Regions from separate parts of the Rattus norvegicus genome. Here region 2 is linked to region 1. Evidence: chromatin contacts called from public Hi-C data. All regions are on one chromosome and are shown on one strand. Each heading gives the region's core, a stretch centred on a gene start, on an enhancer-like site or on the middle of the called end of the contact. The rest is flanking DNA. Distances are from core to core; before and after follow the strand shown.

The links. A called contact is a pair of places that touch in the nucleus more often than the background predicts.
Region 2: a contact with region 1 is called in a Hi-C map of liver, with 3 times the contacts expected there. The contact joins the enhancer-like site here to the promoter of Onecut1 in region 1. A contact is called at or near these places in 2 of 12 Hi-C or Micro-C datasets (frontal cortex and liver).

What each region holds. Positions count from the first base shown.
Region 1 is chr8:84,475,762-84,481,646 of GRCr8, forward strand. It overlaps Onecut1 (one cut homeobox 1), which reads left to right and starts at 4,544. Exons shown (of 2, transcript NM_022671.3): 1 at 4,544-5,885. The coding sequence starts at 4,781.
Region 2 is chr8:83,925,118-83,931,054 of GRCr8, forward strand. No RefSeq gene overlaps it. Among named protein-coding and RNA genes, the nearest start is that of Wdr72, 190 kb to the left of the region's middle. Within about 2 kb of position 4,449, at least 2 of the 93 cell types and tissues checked have an H3K27ac peak or open chromatin away from gene starts, as enhancers often do. A contact at or near this core is called in liver, where this site is marked.

The sequences.
Region 1 (5,885 bases), core at 3,294-5,793:
TCGCAATCTTGGGCAGGATTCCTCCCCACCCCCGTTAGTATAACATTATGACCAAGAGAGAAAACTCACAGAAGATCACACCACAGAAAGCTAATTTCCAGGGAGTCAGGTTAACCTGCAGAGGTGGGCTCTGCCACCTGTCACCTAGGCATCAGCACCTCTCAGTCCCACAACCACTGTGCCACCCCTTCCACGTTCTTGACTTGAAGGCGCAGAGCCTTTGCCCAAGTAGGCGACCTCCAGAAAGAGTTTCAACCCAAAAGAATCCGTTGCTACTTAACCCAGAGTCCCAGGAGAGCAAGCGGTTTTCTTCCTTGCCCAGGAAGTGACCAGAGATGCTCTCGGAGTGGTCAGTTTTCAGACCGCCATCCAGGCGGCTCCAAGCCGGTTCCAGGAACTCCATGTTAGGTTGTGTTGGAGGGAGCAGACCGCCCTTCCGCAGGCATCTTCTTCGGGGATTCAGGGGATAAGAGACAAAAGAAATGGTGTGAAAAATGCAGGTTTAAAACCATTTTCATGCACAAAACAATTTTTGGAAAGAAAAGAGTGTAGCTGAGCAGACGAATGAAAACTATATGGATATTGAATATAGGGGGAAAGCTTCAAAGAAGGTGTTAGAGCCTCGGTTTCTGCCTCCTCCACCAGAACGAGAAGTCACATCCACATCGCTTGGGACTGGGAATTAATGTGTTGTTTTAATTGTTTTTAATAATAAATCATCAGGCTTTAGGTTGTCTAAAAATTCTTGACTATTCTAAGCCAACAGCAATTTTCTGAATAAATTTCTCCAGACATGGAAACACGATGTAGAACCCCCCAGGAAGCACATAGAACCAAATCTTTCACCCTATTCTATCTAGGGTTCTGCTGTAGCCAGATGCCATCTACATGTCCTCCCTGGGAGTTTAATTTCTAAACTCTGCAAGTTCCAGGAACGTTTAGGCTTCAAATACTGTAGCCAAAGGTCTCTCACCTGAAGTCCTAGGTAGGAACATTTTTCTGAAACCTAGGACTCCAGTCACCAAATAGGGTCCGAACACCTGATGCCCTAAAGAGCACAGAAACATTTCTTTTGAATGGTCCATAAGTTACACCTCTACAGCTCACAAAGAAAACCAAGCCATTAACTCTGAACCACACGGACCATTCTTATAGAGAACTGTGTGAGAAATGTTCCAGCATTTACAAAAATGGCCTTTTTCTACAAGTCTGATGGCATTGCCCTGCAAACTGCAGCCTATCTAGCTGAGGACAAATTTCATGTACCTACCCACTCCCAGGCACTTAGGACATTTACAAAACTCAACACCAGTGATGGAGCCTTTGCCCAGCCCAAGGCCCCAGTAGCACAAAAGCTGGGTTCCAACCTGAAAATACTGCACCGAGCATCTGGTTGAGCCATTCACCCCTTTTAAAACTTGTACTTTAATATTTGTTACATTGTTTTTCTATAATTCTCCTTCATTTGTTTAGAACTGAAGCAGTTAAGTGTAACCCTTCCTTCTGCCTCACACACTGTCCATTTCAAGGCATCCTTCTATAGACTCTAATTCTCTCTTCCCTTAGAGTTGCTTCAATCCAGACTTTAGTTCTTATAAGAGAGGCAAGTACTCTAGGCTACAGGAAAGATGTTTGGGAGGGGGGGGAGAAGAAAGGTGGAAAGAGAGAGAAAGGGGGACCTAAGGGGGCCAAACTTTATGCTGACCACTCTGAGAAGACCAGATAACAGCAGGCAACTCCAGTCCCTAGCATGTGACAATCCCTCAGAGGCCAGAGGGGGGGAAAATGTCCTTTCTACTCACCATACAGAAAATGCTTCTGAGGGATGAAAAACACCTTACTTCTAACTCATCAACTACAGGAAACCAGTGCTTCAATAAAAGGTGTATTAGGAGAATTGGGAGGAGGAGGAGGAGGAGGAGGAGGAGGAGGAGGAGGAGGAGGAGGAGGAGGAGGAGGAGGAGGGAGAGAGATTTGTAAACCAAATCCGAGATTGTTGGGGGTGGGAGTGATGTCAAACACTGAGGTGAGCAAGGCCAAAAGATCTTCCTCAACTTCTTCTTTGGGAGCCAAAGATGAAACAAGATACCTGTTTGACAAGGTCCCTTTGGACAGTCCCTTTTGGCAGAGTTGAACTCCCTGATCCCATCCCTCTTCAGATGGGCTCCAGGGTCTCAGCCAGGAGTCTCCATGAAGGAGAACTCCCAAGATCAAATCTCTAATTTACTGGAGGGGGTGACACCATGAACCATTGGTGTCCTAATTTCTTTTGTTTTTTTAAAGGAACAGTCTTTCAAGAAGAGATGGCCACAAGGGCAGATCAATCATTTCAATGGGATTAAAACATGGTGGCAGAAACAGATGAGCTGAGATTGTTTCAACCCATTCTTTGGTTTTACAAGAGATTCAAGAACCCTGTGTTACTGGAAAGGAATTCAAAAAAGAAAGGAGAGAGAAGAAAGAAAGAAAGAAAGAAAGAAAGAAAGAAAGAAAGAAAGAAAGAGAGAAAGAAAGAAAGAAAGGTAGGTAGATTTGGTTTCTAGGAAATATGTTGTGCTTGGATGTGTCTGAAGAGATGATAAATAAATTAAATTAGTATTATTTATTTTGGTTTTGGCCAATGTATTTCTCCTCCCAATGACCTTTTCCTGTGGGGAGGGGGTTCATATTCCTAAAACGATCATGACCAAGCTGACTTGAAGTGGGATCCATAGGAGTTCTTTGGGTAGGATGAAGCCCTTTATGATGTTGAGACCCAGCAGAATTAGTCTTGTAGGAAGTCTTAGTGTACCCACTGACCTTGACTCCTTGACTGTGGGTCTTGTGCAGTTGGAGGTAGACACTTGGGCTAAGGGATGAGCCTGTTTGTACCTTAACTGATGAGATTTCAGGCCCTGGGTTGACCATACCAAATTTTCTTATAGACCCCCACCACCACTACTCAATCCTAGGCTCTCTGAAAACCGTTACAAGGAAACACAGGCGGTGGGTTCTGTGTTTGGCGCAGAGCAGGCCTCAGACACTTTGTTCAGTAGCTGAGCCCTGAAAGCCCGCTCTGAGGCTATCCTTATTGTGAACACCGCTAGCCCCAGGCTGAGGCTCGGCGCTGACCCGGCCGTAACTGCCAAGGGCCTGACAATGGGCACATCTGTCCTTTCTCCAAGGGATAAAAGCACCTAAGCAGACAAGGCTCTGCCTTTTGTTACGGACTTTTTTCTTTCTTTCTTTTGTAAATAAAAGAAAGCCGCGGCATGTGGCGGCCGGGTGTGTGTCCCACACTGGGGGCCTCCCCACGCGTCCCCACCAGGCTGAAGGCCCGGGTTCAATTCCGGATTGGAGCGTGACTGTGACAGGGGCACAATTATGCCCAAAGCTGAATTGATTTTCAAATCTGGAGGCTTCTTGCAGGGACGCCAGGAAAAGGAAAGCGTCCCTGCGGTCCAAGCCGCTCGGAAACTGGCTCGGCCGCCTGCACTCTGCCTGCTTAGGTACTCCTTCCAAGCAGCAAGCAACCTCTAGGTTCTTTTCTAGAAAGGCTATGTAGTAACTAAAAGACCAGCCCCCGCCCCCAATCCTAACTAGGACGAGCTTCTGTCTCCCTCAGTATCCTCCAGACTTATCCAAAGTGGGAGAGCCATCTTACTTGGGAACATAGTGAAAGACCTTCTCTGAGGTCTGGGTGGTGAGGTGTGGCCTCGATCTGAACGCTCCTCACAGAGTACTAATCCCTGGGTGCTCCTCTGCCCCGGGCTCAGAGGGTGAAAGGTAGTTCGAGGAGTACTTGTGAGGGTCATGGATACCAGTTCTACGGCGCCCACGCTGATCTAGGCCTTCAGGGTATACTCGTCCCAAGTCCCTGTAGGACAATCATTTAAGTACAGGGAACGGACTGGCCTCCAGAGACTCTCCAGGGAATAAAGCCCAATGGGCGAACGGGCAAAGGCCATGGCATAGTCTCCAGCTCCCAGCCGATAACCTGCACCGGGAACCAGCAACTCCGACCCAGGGGCTCTAGTTCTCTAACCTTGCTGGCCCACGGTGACAGAAAGCAGGCAAGAGAGTCGGGCTGGGAAGAGAGAGGGAGGAAGTAAGGAAGACCAGGAGGTAGCAAATCTCCGAGGACTGTGGCGGCGGCTCCAGGTCGCGCTCTGCGCGCGTCCCGTGCACGTGCTCACCGATCCCGGGCCATTCGGCGCCGCTGAGAAAGCTCTACTCGGCCCCCCCACCCCCCCTTAGTTCATTTGTGCTAGGACGTCACGGAGCTCTGGGACTGAGGGGGCGGGGCCTGGCAGCGCGCATGCGCGCTGCGCCCGGCGGGCGTGAGGGTGGGCAGCGGCAGCGGCAGCGGCTACCGAATCGCAGCCACAGTCTGCAACAGTAACCGAGCCATGGCTCGAGCTGGCGGGCGGCACAGGCAGACAGCAGCCGCGGCAGGCACACGGGCCGCGTCAAGGGAGCCGGGGGCAGCAGGATTCTAAGAAAGAGAGGGGCGAGTGGGGGCCGGGCTGGGCGGGCTAGGGGCACCGCGCTCTCCCAACAGCACGGATCCTTTTTGGAAATTAATATTAAAAAAGAAAAAAAAGAAAAGAAAAGGCAGAGGGGAAGGTAGGAGCAAGAGAGAAGGCAAGACACACACAGAGAGAGCGAAAGACACAGATCCCCACAGTGAGAGGAAGAAAGGCCACAGTCGCAGGCAGCCGATGTGAAGACTGGACTCTGTGCGCCCCTCGCCGCCTCTGCCCGGCCACATCGATGTTGCAGCCCGCTCACCCGCATCACGATGAACGCACAGCTGACCATGGAGGCGATCGGCGAGCTGCACGGGGTGAGCCATGAGCCGGTGCCCGCCCCTGCTGACCTGCTGGGCGGGAGCCCTCACGCGCGCAGCTCCGTGGGGCACCGCGGCAGCCACCTGCCTCCCGCTCACCCGCGTTCCATGGGCATGGCGTCGCTGCTGGACGGCGGCAGCGGAGGCAGCGATTACCACCACCACCACCGCGCCCCTGAGCACAGCTTGGCTGGCCCCCTGCACCCCACCATGACCATGGCCTGTGAAACTCCCCCAGGTATGAGCATGCCCACCACCTACACCACCTTAACCCCTCTGCAGCCGCTGCCGCCCATCTCCACCGTGTCCGACAAGTTCCCTCACCACCATCACCACCACCATCACCACCACCACCCACATCACCACCAGCGCCTGGCGGGCAACGTGAGCGGTAGTTTCACACTTATGCGGGATGAGCGCGGGCTGGCCTCCATGAATAACCTCTATACCCCCTACCACAAGGACGTGGCTGGCATGGGCCAGAGCCTCTCGCCCCTCTCTGGCTCGGGTCTGGGCAGCATTCACAACTCCCAGCAAGGACTTCCCCACTATGCTCATCCCGGCGCGGCTATGCCCACCGACAAGATGCTCACCCCAAATGGCTTTGAAGCCCACCACCCTGCCATGCTCGGTCGCCACGGGGAGCAGCACCTCACGCCCACCTCGGCCGGCATGGTACCCATCAACGGCCTTCCTCCACACCATCCCCATGCCCACCTGAATGCCCAGGGCCACGGACAGCTCCTGGGCACAGCCCGGGAGCCCAACCCTTCGGTGACCGGCGCGCAGGTCAGCAATGGAAGTAATTCAGGGCAGATGGAAGAGATCAATACCAAAGAGGTGGCTCAGCGTATCACCACCGAGCTCAAACGTTACAGCATCCCACAGGCCATCTTCGCGCAGAGGGTGCTCTGCCGTTCCCAGGGGACCCTTTCGGACCTGCTGCGAAACCCCAAGCCCTGGAGCAAACTCAAGTCCGGTCGGGAGACTTTCCGGAGGATGTGGAAGTGGCTGCAGGAGCCGGAGTTCCAGCGCATGTCGGCGCTCCGCTTAGCAG
Region 2 (5,937 bases), core at 3,199-5,698, 550 kb before region 1:
TCCATGTGTGCTCTTAGGGTAGTGGTTGAGTCCCTGGGAGCTCTGGTTGGTTGGTATTGTTGTTCTTATGGAGTTGCAAGCCCCTTCAGCTCCTTCTACCCTTTCTCTAACTACTCCAATGGGGACCCTGTTCTCAGTTCAATTGTTGGCTGCTAGCATTTGCCTCTGTATTTGTCATGTTCTTGCATAGCCTCTCAGGGGACAGCTATATCAGGTTCCTGTCAGCATGAACTTATGGCATCAGCAATATTGTCTGGGTTTGGTGGCTGGATCCCCAGGTGGGGTAGGTTCTGAATGGCCATTCCTTCAGTCTCTCCTTCAAACTTTGTCTTCATATCTCTTCCTATGAATATTTTTGTTGCCCCTTTCAAGAATGACTGAAACATTTGCACTTTGGCCATCCTTCTTCTTGAGCTTCATATGGGTTATGTATTGTATCTTGGGTAATTCAAGCTTTTGGGCTAATATCACTTATCAATGAGTGCATACCATGTGTGTTTTTCTGTGATTGGGTTACCTCACTCAGGATGATATTTTCTAGTTCCATCCATTTGCCTATGAATTTCATAAAGTCATTGTTTTTGATAGCTGAGTAGTATTCCATTGTGTAGATGTACCACATTTTCTGTATCCATTCCTCTGTTGAAGGACATCTGGGTTCTTTCCAGCTTCTGGCTATTACAAATAAGACTGCTATTAGGACACAATGAAAGCAGTGCTAAGAGGAAAACTCACAGCTCTGAGTGACTCCAAAAAGAAACTGGAGAGTGCATACACCAGCAGCTTGACAGCACACCTAAAAGCTCTAGAACAAAAAGAAGCAAATACGCCCAGGAGGAGTAGACAGCAGGAAATAATCAAACTCAAACTTGAAATTGACCAAGTAAAAACAAAAAGAACTATACAAAGACTCAACAAAATCAGGAGTTGGTTCTTTCAGAAAATCAACAAGATAGATAAACCCTTAGCCAGACTAACCAGAGGGCACAGAGAGTGTATCCAAATCAACAAAATCGGAATGAAAAGGGAGACATAACAACAGAATCTGAGGAAATTTAAAAAAATCATCAGATCCTACTACAAAAGCCTATATTCAACAAAACTGGAAAATCTGGAGGAAATGGACAATTTTCTAGACATATACCAGGTACCAAAGTTAAATCAGGATCAGATAAACCATATAAACAGTCTCGTAACTCCTAAAGTAATAGAAGCAGTTGTTAAAAGTCTCCCAACCAAGAAAAAAAGCCCAGAACCAGATGTGTTTAGTGCAGAATTCTATTAGACCTTCATAGAAGGCAGCTTTTCCATTCTTAACCAGAATCATTTTTGCCACTTCCTAGCATTGCCTGAGAAAGAAGTCTCAATTGAGGGATTGCTCAGATCAAATTGGCCCATGAGAATGGCCTTGATTGCTCGTTGATGTGACAGAGTCCAGCCCACTGTTGGCAGCATCATTCCCCAAGTAGGTCATTGTCTCTATGTGAAACCTAAGCATGCGTGGACTAAGCACTCTTCTTCCATGGTTTCAGCTTCAAGTTTCTCTTGAGTTCCTGTCCTGATTTCTCTACCATGGATGTTGACCCAGAAATATAGGCCAAATAAACCCTTTCCTCTTTAAGTTGCTTTAAGTCAGAGTGTTTTACCACAATATCCTATTTAGTCTCCCCTTCCAGCTAAGCAACACATATGTTTTATTATTACTTTAGAATTCTATGCTACACATGTAAGTAAAGAAACCCAGACCAAAAGAGAGATCCTATGTCTTCTATTCACTGTGTTTGGGTCTCAGTGCACACTGGATCTTGTGGGAGATTGAAGAATGAATTCACAGAGAAAGGCAGGGTTCTAGCTTTGACTACTACAATGTTTTTCTGGGAGGTTTGGACAGCACAGCATTTCCCCCAGATTATCTCACTGTGATTCTAGCAACCTCTAGGAGAGGCTGATACTACAGTAGTGTGAGTCAGGCTGGGGTGGAAAGGTCCAGACTTCACTTTCTACTTTCATTTTTCAAGAGCAAATCTGTTACTGTCAAGTAAGTCTGAAACTCCACTTGGAGATGAAACTGAAATTGAGCTCTGAAAAACCTCCATCGAAGAGCACCAAATTACGTGAGAGTTTATGTTTAAATACCAGACTCTATTTTTATAAAAATCCCCTCTTGGGTGAGGAGGAGACGAGTGCATAGAATCTGGAATGGCTGTCTGGCCCATCCCCCCACCTCCTGTCTGTATCAGTACCCACCCCCCCCCCCAGCAACACAGTAGATCACATTCTACAAACAAGATATGTGTCATCCATGGGGAACCAGAATGCAGGAGCAGTATGAATTTCGGAGATGTCTCCCTTACATTTGCCCTACTTTAAAAAACGGGAGATTTGGAAATGTCAAAAAGTGAGCCAACATTTTACTGAACATGAAGGTCTATAAAGTTAAAAGGAGAGCACTGGTGGGTTTATCAGGAAAGAGCATAGCATGACCATGAGAGAAAGAAATAGTGAGGATGGGCGCTTGAAACCGGATAGAGCTGTATTTTGGATGCTATGTGTATCAAAAGCCTGCCGTCATAAAAAACGAGTTTTGTTTACATGCATAACATTTAATTACTTCTTTATAAAATCTTTTCTTAAGAACCCAAATAACAGGACCCCCGTTGAAGGAATCAGAGAAAGGACTGGAAGAGCTTGAAGGGGCTCGAGACCCCATATGAACAACAATGCCAAGCAACCAGAGCTTCCAGGGACTAAGCCACTACCCAAAGACTATACATGGACTGACCCTGGACTCTGACCTCATAGGTAGCAATGAATAGCCTAGTAAGAGCACCAGTGGAAGGGGAAGCCCTTGGTCCTGCCAAGACTGAACCCCCAGTGAATGTGATTGTTGGGGGGAAGGCAGTAATGGGAGGAAGATGGGGAGGGGAACACCCATAAAGAAGGGGAGGGAGAGGGACAAGGGGGGATGTTGGCCCGGAAACCGGGAAGGGGAATAACAATCAAAATGTAAATAAGAAATACTCAATTTAATAAAGATAAAAAAATTTTAAAAAAAGAACCCAAATATTTAGTTCAACCAGAATACTGATAAGTATTTTTCCTTGATAATATAAAACATGGTGTAGATTCTGACACAAGATGTGTTCCAGGCTACAGATATACAGGAAAGAATAAATGACAGCTTAAATGTGTGCTGTGACACAGGAGAAGGCTGGACAGTCCCCACTTCCTCTCTAGATCCCCTCTCAGCCCTTTTACACTATACCCTGTGTTCTGTGATATCAGAGTACTTACACAGTGCCAACAGCTGCCCTTGCCTCCTGGCTCCCAGTGGGTTCTGTCCATAGGAGGCACTCAGAGACACAGGGATGCAGGGAGTTTCTCCTTCCCCTCAGGGGCCTTCAGTGCTATTAGAAACTGCTTCTTCTGTTTGTTTCTTCAGGGCTGGAGTAACTATACCCACTACCGTCAGACCTTGGGTTTGGCAGAATTTGTTTTCGTAAACCCAGCTGTCTACACTTTGAAAATATCTCCTACATTACACCCATCCCAATTATGTAAGGCGAGCCTGCAGCTTCTCCTTCCAAGTCTTAGAAACCTGGCAATGTCAAGGTTATTTTGTACGAACTGTTTGTTTCCTTTTCTGTTTGTTTTTAATAGACTTTATTTTTAGAAGAGCATTAGGCTTACAGTAAAACTGAAAAGATAGAGGTTTCGCATATACCCCATGCTACATGTTTAGTTTCCCTGAGTTTCAGTGTCCCTCATAGGAATTATGCTATGTTTTCTACACATGGAAAAAGCTAACGACTGATCTTAGACTTAGAGGTTTATAGGAAGTTCAAAGTTTATGTTGTAGAAGAGCTATTTCTACCTACATTGAAATCTGGTGGCAGAGTTTATGTTATGTTATGTTATGTTATGTTATGTTATGTTATGTTCAACATTTATGTTGTAGGAGAGCTATTTCTACCTACATTGAAATCGGGTGGCAGAGTTTAAAGAACCCAAAAGAACACACCCAAACACTGAACCTCTATGCACAAGGAAGGGTCAACACAAGCTAGTTTAGAATATTTCTCTGAGCACATGTTTTGCTTTGAATTCTGGGATCCAAGAATACCTAGAATAAACGAGACCTCACTTCTTGAAGTTGTTCCTTGGGGCTCTCATGCGTGCAGTGACTGGGTAGTTAAACCCCTCCTTGCACATTTCTAGAGCCCCAGAGCTCCTTGCCTCCTGGGGCAACTGGCTGTAATGAGAAACTAGCTTATCATTTCAGAAGCTTTTTCTTCCCTGGAACCCCATTCACAGACCTAGTCTGACTCTGGAGGGTGAGCAGCCCAGAGAGAGGCTAATCTGTTATCCCTCTGACAGCCGTTCCTAGGATGAAGACAGCAGACACATTCATTCCTGCTACATTTTCTCACCTCCAGGCCCAGATCCCTAGGTGCCAGTGAAAGAGGCACGATTCTCTGAACACATACGGTATTTTATTTATCTGTGGACTGAACAGAACATTGTGTTTGAGGCATACTATTCCCAGAATACGCTGGCAATATTCCTTTCTCCATTCCAAGTATGTTTTCATCAGTGCAAACCAAAAGTATATTAGCTAAGCCTAAAAGAAGAAAAAGTCCTGTGACATTTGCTTAACCTTCGAGCAAGAACCCAAAAGTCCAGCCAGACTGACTATTCACTTTCTACCACCTCTGGGTAAAAAAAAAAAAAAAAAAAAAAGTCAACCATCTGTGGGTTTAAAAAATGCATATGCTAACATTCTATTATTCTAAACACTGAGTTTATACCAACCTGGGGGAGGGAAGGATCTGCGTGATAGCTGTGGGAAAACTGCTAAATGTTGCCACAATGAAGCAGGGTCTGAATCCACTTAGACAAAAATATATCCAATAGACCTTTCTAGAAGAGGGAAACTCATGTCTGCCCTAAGGGGCAGAATGCTGTAGTGCTCTCTGTGAATGTCTGGACACGGTCAGGTGATAGATTCTTAGTCTACTATTTTTTATTTGAGTGAGTAAAGACAAAAAAAACCCAACAAAATAAGCCTAATGTTTTATCATGTGACAGTTTTCAGATAGACCTGAACTACATAAGGAGAGTCGAGAGGAGCCTATTGGGCCACTGAAGACAGTTTGTGGTTCCAATAGTGTTTTGGAAGATCAAACAATGGTTTCTGCTAAGATAATGACCACAGTGCTTAGATCATGTATATGCATATGTGTACATGATGTATATGTGTATGTTGATATGCAGGCATGTATATGAAGGTTAAACTACTTAGATTCATTTTCCAGCAGTTTCCTTTGTACCTGACCTCCTTCTACTCCTCTACGATTCTCAATGAACATGATAAGGTTGTCAGCATAGAGATTGTTGTCCCCACTCTGTGAATGATCAATTTGAGTTTCCAAAAGGTAAGACATTTGCTTATCCCTTCATGAAGACTGGAACAGAAATGGGATTCCAGAAACTTCAATATAATGATTTCATGTTTAGGTGGGCAAGTATCAATAGGGACAGGTAGATCTGGGACAGCATTCTAATGTCAAGTTCAAAGTAGTTCCCATTAGACTAACATTATTCTATTTTGGTGCAATGGGAACCATCTGGTAAGAAAATATTCTCCATTGCACAAGCACAAGTAGGTATTGTAATGCTGTGGTAGACAATAGTCAGTTCTTATTTCTCTCTTCCATAGAAAAGAAAAAAGAAAAAAAAACATAAAAATCTTTTTCCATTAAGCTTGTACTGGCCTACATTCTGTATTTGTGATTGTCTTTCTTGTCATTCTGCCCTGGAAGGACAGCTTCCTCCACAGCTTCTTACCACTCACACTGATTGAGGTACCTGCATTCTCTCTGTAGCCTTAGATCTCATACACATTGCTTGGCATCCAATGCTCACTTATAAAGAACA